Linked DNA regions of Anas platyrhynchos: region 2 is linked to region 1. The links are chromatin contacts, called in public Hi-C maps. All regions are on one chromosome and are shown on one strand. Each heading gives the region's core, a stretch centred on a gene start, on an enhancer-like site or on the middle of the called end of the contact. The rest is flanking DNA. Distances are from core to core; before and after follow the strand shown.

Region 1 (3,706 bases), core at 872-3,371:
TAAGCTAATTTCAAAGGAAAAATGTTTCTCTTAAAACTGAAAGTCAAAACATTTTGAAGATCATCTCTGCCTCTAAAACGCCGCTTAAAAGCATCAGATGTTCTGCTCTCTTTCTAGAAACACAGGTTAATTCCTGCCTTTACAGAGTCTCCAAATGCTTTGGGAGTTAAAACTAAAAAGAGGGCCTTGTTCCTCCGCAAGTGAGCACTGCTGCCTGTGATCCTGGGATGAAAGCGGAGACGGTCTCATCTCAGACCTTGCCTATGCCTGAAAACATTCAGGGCGCTGGAAGGCAGAAAGGGAGCCTGAGCCCTTCTGTGGTCGAGGGCCCAAGGACCTGAACCAGCCGGGGAGATTCCTCTGCTGGCCCCAGGAAGCCTCACCACCCACACTGCCTTGCTGGGGAAAACACCAGTGGTGATGGCAAAGCACCTCGCTCTGCTCTGACTCGGTGCTCGGACACGGGCACAGCACAGGACATGGGATGGAGCCGGTGGAGACATTTCCTGCTGGAGAGTAGAATGCGCGGTAAAAGGGGTTTTGTCTCCCTGTATTTCTTGGTTTCTGCAACGAGCTATGGGTGTACTCACGAGCACAGGAAAAGAGCTTCAGCTCGGCTGTCAGAGGGCTGAGTCCCTGCCAGCTCTGGCATTGAGCGCTGCTGGCACCGCAAGTACCTGAAATCGTCTGACGGTTTCCCAGCTTTTGGTTTTGCTTTAATGCATTGCCTTTTTTCAGTCAATTAAGAAAAAACAATCACAGACTTTAAGGTATGTAAATGTTTACATAATATTGTGGCCAGTAAATCTCACTCTGAGGTCCCATGCGTTTCTCTGAGGCATCTGGGCACACCTGAGCTTGAGGCAATTCCTATGTGTAGAGGCCAAAACAATAAAAGCATTAAAAACTTCAACAGTCTGCACCATGGGCTCAGGAGACAGATGCTTGGCTGCTGCTCTTCTGCTGTCCCTCAACACACAGAAATCACTAATGCCAGCATGAAGGAGACTGTCAGACTCGGCTGAGCCTTCAAGGAAGGAGCCACTCGTCTGCTGGCCACTGGCACAGCTCGGGCACAGCAACCCCTCACCAGGAGTCCCTGCCCTGTGCTGGTAGGCTCAACCAGAGACAACCTCCAACTCCACGGTGCCCATAATTCCCAGTTAAAAGACCACAGGTGATGGGAAAAAGGTGCTGGGCTGGGGGGAAGGTGCTGAACCCATGAGATGGAGCGAGACTGCGTGGAGCTCAGAAATGATTTGGGAATTCAGCAGCAGCCATGCCCCCGGAGGGGTTGTCACAGGGCTGGCAAGGTAGGCTGTTGCTTTGTCTAGATCCCACGTTGGTGTTTCATGGTATGAGAAGTTCAGGTTAGAGCTGGACAGCCAGATGTCCGTCCACCTTTGCATCAGGCAAAATGTCTTGTTGGGACACCAGGAAGGTGGCGATGGAGCAGCTGACCCCTGTTGTACATCGCTGGTTGTATGTGGCATTGAGGGGAGAACAGGTACCAGGTGCACCACCTACATGGGGAAATTTGGCACTTCCTTAGCAGGAGGTAGCCTTTTGCCGCGTGCATTTTGGCATGGCAGAGGCATGCGGATGCACGTGGTCCCTTGGCACGCACAAAGCAGCGTTTTGCCCAATGTGTGCCGCTGGGAGCACATCTCCCCGTGCCATCGCTCTGCTCCGAGCCCAGCCCTCAGAGGCCTTTCTCTGTGCCAGCACTCCTGGGTGCGTTTTCTCCGCTCAGATGATCAAAAGTCAGCACTCAGAGGCTGGCAGAGCAAAACACCTTCCTTGGGATGGCATTTGCATTTGAAAGGCAGGATGCCTGTTTCAGGGACCTTGCTTATTTCACAACCTCCTTCTCTCAAGTCTGCTGGCTGCCTCCTCTCAGTGCTTAACTTGGGGCTCTGTGCTCTGCTCCCAGCAACCTGCGTCTGGCTTGAAGCCAGCCCTAATTGTCCTCTCTTGGGGTGATCTGGGGAGCCACTGAACTCTGGCACAAATTACCGTGCTCAGAGGCCGACTGTAATTTCTGTCCCACTGCCCCCAGTTCCTGGGAACTCTCCTGGCAGTCAGCAAACGCTATGAGTCACGCTCGAGGAAGCCAGCTCCACTTCAGCCTAGCATGATATTTTGGTTAGTAAGGGGCTGGCACGAGAGCTGAGAGGTTCCTGCGTCTGTGCCAGGCTGCATGCTTTGTTTCCCCTCTGTACCAGGCTCTCGCTTGCTGCCATAGCCTCGGGGGGACTTTAGGGTGCTGGGGGGCACACTCACACCCTAGTTGTGATGCTCAGCCCCCGCAGGACAGCGGGGTGCTCACAGCCCTGCTCTCTGTGCAGTGCTGGACCCGCAGCCGGTCCTTTACAGCCCAGCCCCGTCTGGCCCTCGTTCCAGCGCACATGAATTTTACGGCTGAAAGTTTTGCTTTATTTGCTTAGAAACCTGGGCAGCTTTGCGGGAGTGTGACTTAGGTACCCAGACGTGTGGGCGAGATGGGAAATTGCATACGCTCACACCTACATACGTGTGTGCAAGCTGGTACGTGCTTGGAAATGCAGCCTTCTATCGGCTGCGCCTACTTCTGGAGATGCCTGGTTAATTTATCAACCGAGGAGCTCCATCTCGCTACAAGTCTCATTTCCATATTCTTTCCAGATGGTCAAGATGCCACAGAGACAGTTTCTAAGCAAATAACTCGCTTCTCCACGCAGCCGACCATCAGCCTCGCCGCTTGCTGCCCCAGATGGCTGGAGAGCCGGCGACGGTGCCTGGGCGGTGAAAGCGAGCGCGTCGCCGCGTCGGTACCAGGAGCGGGGTGGCACGGCGCGGTGGGACGAGACCTCTGCCTCGCCTCTCCTGCCTCAGGGTGAGCAGCAGATGCCGCCGGGACCTGGAATTGTCCTGGGGGCCATCCGTGGGTCCCTCGGAGGGAGGCCGGGCGCGAGGCCGGGCGAGGCGGCGGCGTTGGGGCGAGGCTGAGCGAGCCGCGGCAGGTCGGGGAGGCTCGGCTCCCCGCGGAGCTCCTCCGCTGCCTCCCGATCGCGAGTTATCAAAACCGAGAGGTTAAAAGCGTTTAATTATGCTGATGCTTTCCCCCCTTGGATTAAACAAGAGGATAAATAGACTACAGCGTGTTTCCTTGGATTCGATTCCGATTCTTAAGCAGGCGAGGGGAGGCAGGAGGCTAAGGATCCTTGGCAGCTGTCACGTTTCGCTTTTGATGGTGTCAGTTCTGTCTGTTCGGAGGTGTTTCTCTTGCCACTGTCAGCATTTTCCGGGGGAGGATGAATTCATTGATACAGTCTGTTTGCTGTCCACATATTCACAGTTCATGTGTTACATTTTACATAAAGTAAACTTAGCAAGGGGAAAACTAATTCTGCAATTCTTCAAAGCTAATGTAGAGTAAATATATTCTGACACTGACAGGTATTTCTTATTAAATAGCTCTGAACTGCAGTACTAGGTTTTGCTTAAGTGGCATTATTCTCCCTGAGCAAAGACAGTTCATTTATTAGTCATTCCAAAAACCAAATAACAAATATTATTCTCTAAGCAAACTAAACAAACCATTTAAAAGGGGCCTGTCTGAAATGATTAAAGTACAGTGTCTGAAAAGCAGCTGACATTTTAGTGCCAAAATACCATATGGAGACTCAACTGCTTTATTAACATGCTTTGACCCAAGCTGCAAAAT
Region 2 (3,706 bases), core at 682-3,181, 93 kb after region 1:
GCCCTGCCAAGCCCCGTGGGGATGTCAGCCCAGGTCCTGCAGCCCCCAGGGAATTGGGATCGGTCAGCCACCCCAAATTGTCTGCAGCTCGGTCTCTGCACATGGCCAGGGCTTGGGAAGCCAAATCCTTCTGCACCAAAGGAGGAGGAGGTGGTACGGACACGGACACGGGACATGCTGGAGGCTGAGCACAGGGCAAAGTACAGCCGTGGCTGGCCCCGAAACCCTCTCCCGAGATCCCACTCCTACCAGGAGCTGCAGGGAAGGTGGCCGGGAGCTGCAGCGGGTTTCTGGGGCAGGTTTCTGGGGCAGGGAGCGCCGCGGCGGGGTGGCGAGCAGCGAGGTGCTGCCTGCAGATGGTGCCGGGGGCTGCCCAGATGGCGGTGCCGTGGGGGGGGGGACACACCCAGCTGCGTGCTGCCCTACAGACAGAGCTCCCAGCCGCCCTGGGGACTGGCAGCACCAAAATGCCCCAAAATCAGGGACTTGGGCACCACTGAACATCTGAGGAGGGGACATATAGGTGCGGGGGGGAGCAGCCCCAGCGGTGTTGGGGTGGCTGCAGCACATCCCAAGAGGTCCAGCCCCGCATCCTTGTGGTCCCCCAACCCCAAGCAGCCCCTCGTGGTGAATTCTCCCTCTCGGCACTGAGGGCCAGGACAGGTCGCAACCCCACACAGGACCCCAAAACCTCCCTGTGGCTGTCAGCAGGGGAACCGCTTCCCATGGGAGGTGGGGAAGGGGGAAAACAGGTGGAAAATGGGGGATCCAGGCAGGGTCCTGTGTGTGTTGTCACCCTGGCCAGGACCCCAAGAGTGAGCTGTGTCACTGCGGTGGGAGTCATGGGGTGATGGGGATGGGATGGGGTCAGAAGGGGGTCATAGGGTGGAGTGGGATGGGATGGGTTGGGTTGGGATGGGATAGATGGTTTGGGATGGGATGGGATGGGATGGGATGAATGGGATGGGATAGGGTGAGATGGGATGGGATGGGGTACATGGGATGGGATGGATGAGGTACATGGGATGGGATGGGATGGATGGGATGGGATAGGGTGAGATGGGATGAATGGGATGGGATAGGGCGAGATGGGATGGGATGGGGTGCATGGGATGGGATGGATGGGATGAATGGGATGGGAAAGGGTTAAGGTACATGGAATGGGACGGGTTGGGATTGGATGCAGCAGCATGGGATGGATGTGATGGGAAAGGACCATAGAAAGACCGATTGGATGGGATGGGATGGGATGGGATGGGGTCAGAAAGAACAGAAGGGGATCATAGGGTGGAGTGGGATGGGATGGGTTGGGTTGGGATGGATGGAATGGGGTGGGTTGGGTTGGGTTGGGATGGGATGGGATGGACGGAATAGGGTACGTGGGATGGGATAGGATGGGATGGGGTATGTGGGATGGGATGGGGTCAGAAGGGACAGAAGGGGATCATAGGGTGGAGTGGGATGGGATGGGTTGGGATGGGATGGGGTACGTGGGATGGGCTAGGGTGAGATGGGATGGGATGCGACGGGACGGGATGGGTTGGCGGTACAGGCCACCGGGGGTGCCCGGGTACCCTCAGTGCCACCACCCCTCGCCCTGCCCCGCACTGGGGGCTCGGTGCAGCCCCCCTGCTTCCAGGGCCGCGGCCCCTTTAAGGACCAGTTCCGCGCGCGGCCGCTGGGTGGGGCGCGCTCCCCGCCCTGCACCTCCCGCGCTGGGGTGGGCGTGGCCAGGAGGCGTGGCGGTGGGCGTGGCCTCGCTCCGTTCCCACCCCTTCCATTCATCTTTCCGCCGGGCCCCGCCCACTCCCCCCCTTCCAGCCAATGAGCGCCGCGCTCGGCGTCGCCAGGGCCGCCGGGTTGCTAGGGGCGGGCGCTGATTGGCGGCCGGGCCCCGCCCCTCGCGGCTGAGCGGCGGCGGCGGCGGCGGCGGCGCCAGAGCGCGATCGTGGCGCGGCGGCGAGAGGAGCCCCGCGTGGCGCCGAGCTCGGGACTGCCCGGCGGGGCCGCCCGCACCGCCCCCCGCCATGGCCGCCGCTGCTGCTGCCGCTGCCGCCCGCCCGGGGGCCCCCCCGCCGCCGCCGCCGCTGCTCCCCCTCCTGCTGCTGCTCCTGCTGCTCCCCGCCGGCCGCCGAGCCCTCGAGGGTGAGTACCGGGACCCCCCCCCAGGGTGCCCCCGGGCTCGTTCGGTTTCCCCGAGCCGCCTCCGCTCGGCTCCGGCTTCGAGGTCCCCGCCCGGAGCTCGCTGCCGCCGCCGCAGCCCCGCTCCCAGCCCCCCCCCTCCCCAAGCTCCGCCGCCCTCGGTAGGTTCCAGAGTGAACGCCCCGCCGAGCCCTGCCCGCTCGTTTCGCCTTCCCCCGGTTTCTCCCAGGGCTGGAAAATTCAGCCCTGCCGCCCGGGCGGGCCAAAAGAGCCGGGGCCGCCGGAGGAGTGGCCGTGAGCCGCCGTGTCCGGCTCCATCCCTTCCCCCGGTAGCCGGTTTAACCCCGCGGGCTCCGCCGTGGGGCTACCGGGGAGAGCGGCCACGCGTGGCGCATCCCTACCGGAGCCGGGGGAGGAAGGGGGAACCCCCCCTGCCCTGCCCAGAGCTCGGGATCAAGACGGTTCCTCGGCCCCCAGCCGCGGGTTGAGGTCCCGGTTGGCCCCCGGGGCCCTGCACGGCCCCGCTCCGGGGTCCCGGGGCGGAGGAGGGGGCCCCGGGGGGGGGTTTGGCTGGGCACGAAGTCTGCGCCGTGTCCGGTAACACAAGCTCCGGAGGTGGCGGGGTGGGGGCTGAGGGAGGCCCCGGGCCGGGAAGGGAAAGGAGAGGAGAAAAAAATAATAATTATTAAAAAAAATTCTCCGGGAAGGAGAATTCCGCGGTTCGGCGGCGAGCCCCGGAGCTGCCCGGCTGCCCCGGCGGTGGGGGGACCCCGCTTTTGTCTGCTCGGAGGCGGCTTCGGGCTGCGCCTCACCCGCTGCGATCTTTGGGTAGGGGTTTGGGGGGCTGCTGCGAGCAGGGGAGCCCTGCCCCGCTGCCATTTCGGGGCAGCGAGCCCCCCAGGGCTGGGCTCCCTACAAACTTTGGGGGTGGCTCTTTACGGGTGTTGCTTTTCCTTCCACCCCCCCACCCCCCCTCCCTCTCTACCCAGTGGATTTGATTTTTATTTTTTTTTTCTCTCTTTATTTTGGCAAAGGGGTGGGAAAAAAAAAAGGAAAAAAAAAAAAAACATCCTCCTTTGTACGCCGTAGGAAAAATGAGCTGGGATTCGTGGCCTGCTCGCTCCGGGAGCGCAGGGGAGGGAGAAGCCAGCCTGGCACGGACGCTGCCAACGCCAGCTCGGGCACCGCCGTGCCGGGAGGCAGCAGGACGGGAGGATGAGGAGGATGAAGGTGTGGGCGAGGAGGGCGCCCCGGCGTGCCCCCGGCCCCTGGGCAGCCCCTCGCCCACCCGCTCGCCGCCCCCGCTTTGGGAAGGGGGCAGGAAGGCGGCGGTGGCGGCGTGGCAGGGCACCGCGAGCATCGGCCAGGGCTGTCCCGCTGCTCCCTGGGGAGGCTGGGGCCCGGCCTCTCCCCCGCCGCCCGGGCGTGAACTGGCGCGAAGAGCCGGATGGAGAGAAAACAAACAGCTCGTGCCGAGGAGCCGCCGGGTTTTCTTGGCTTCCCGAGCGTGCGAAGGGGTCAGGGAACAAACGCGGTGCCTGAGGAGGTCGGGGCCCAGCGCCGT

What was found. Hi-C and Micro-C count contacts between places; a contact is called where the count stands out from the background.
Region 2: a Hi-C map of skeletal muscle shows a contact between it and region 1, with 2.3 times the contacts expected there. The contact joins the promoter of EPHB3 here to the enhancer-like site in region 1. A contact is called at or near these places in 2 of 8 Hi-C or Micro-C datasets (skeletal muscle and subcutaneous adipose tissue).

What each region holds. Positions count from the first base shown.
Region 1 is chr9:9,086,655-9,090,360 of IASCAAS_PekinDuck_T2T, forward strand. The region is part of intron 9 of SENP5 (SUMO specific peptidase 5); the gene reads left to right. Among named protein-coding and RNA genes, the nearest start is that of SENP5, 38 kb to the left of the region's middle. Within about 2 kb of position 2,122, at least 3 of the 8 cell types and tissues checked have an H3K27ac peak or open chromatin away from gene starts, as enhancers often do. A contact at or near this core is called in subcutaneous adipose tissue, where this site is marked.
Region 2 is chr9:9,179,880-9,183,585 of IASCAAS_PekinDuck_T2T, forward strand. It overlaps EPHB3 (EPH receptor B3), which reads left to right and starts at 1,932. Exons shown (of 15, transcript XM_072042297.1): 1 at 1,932-2,145. The coding sequence starts at 2,028.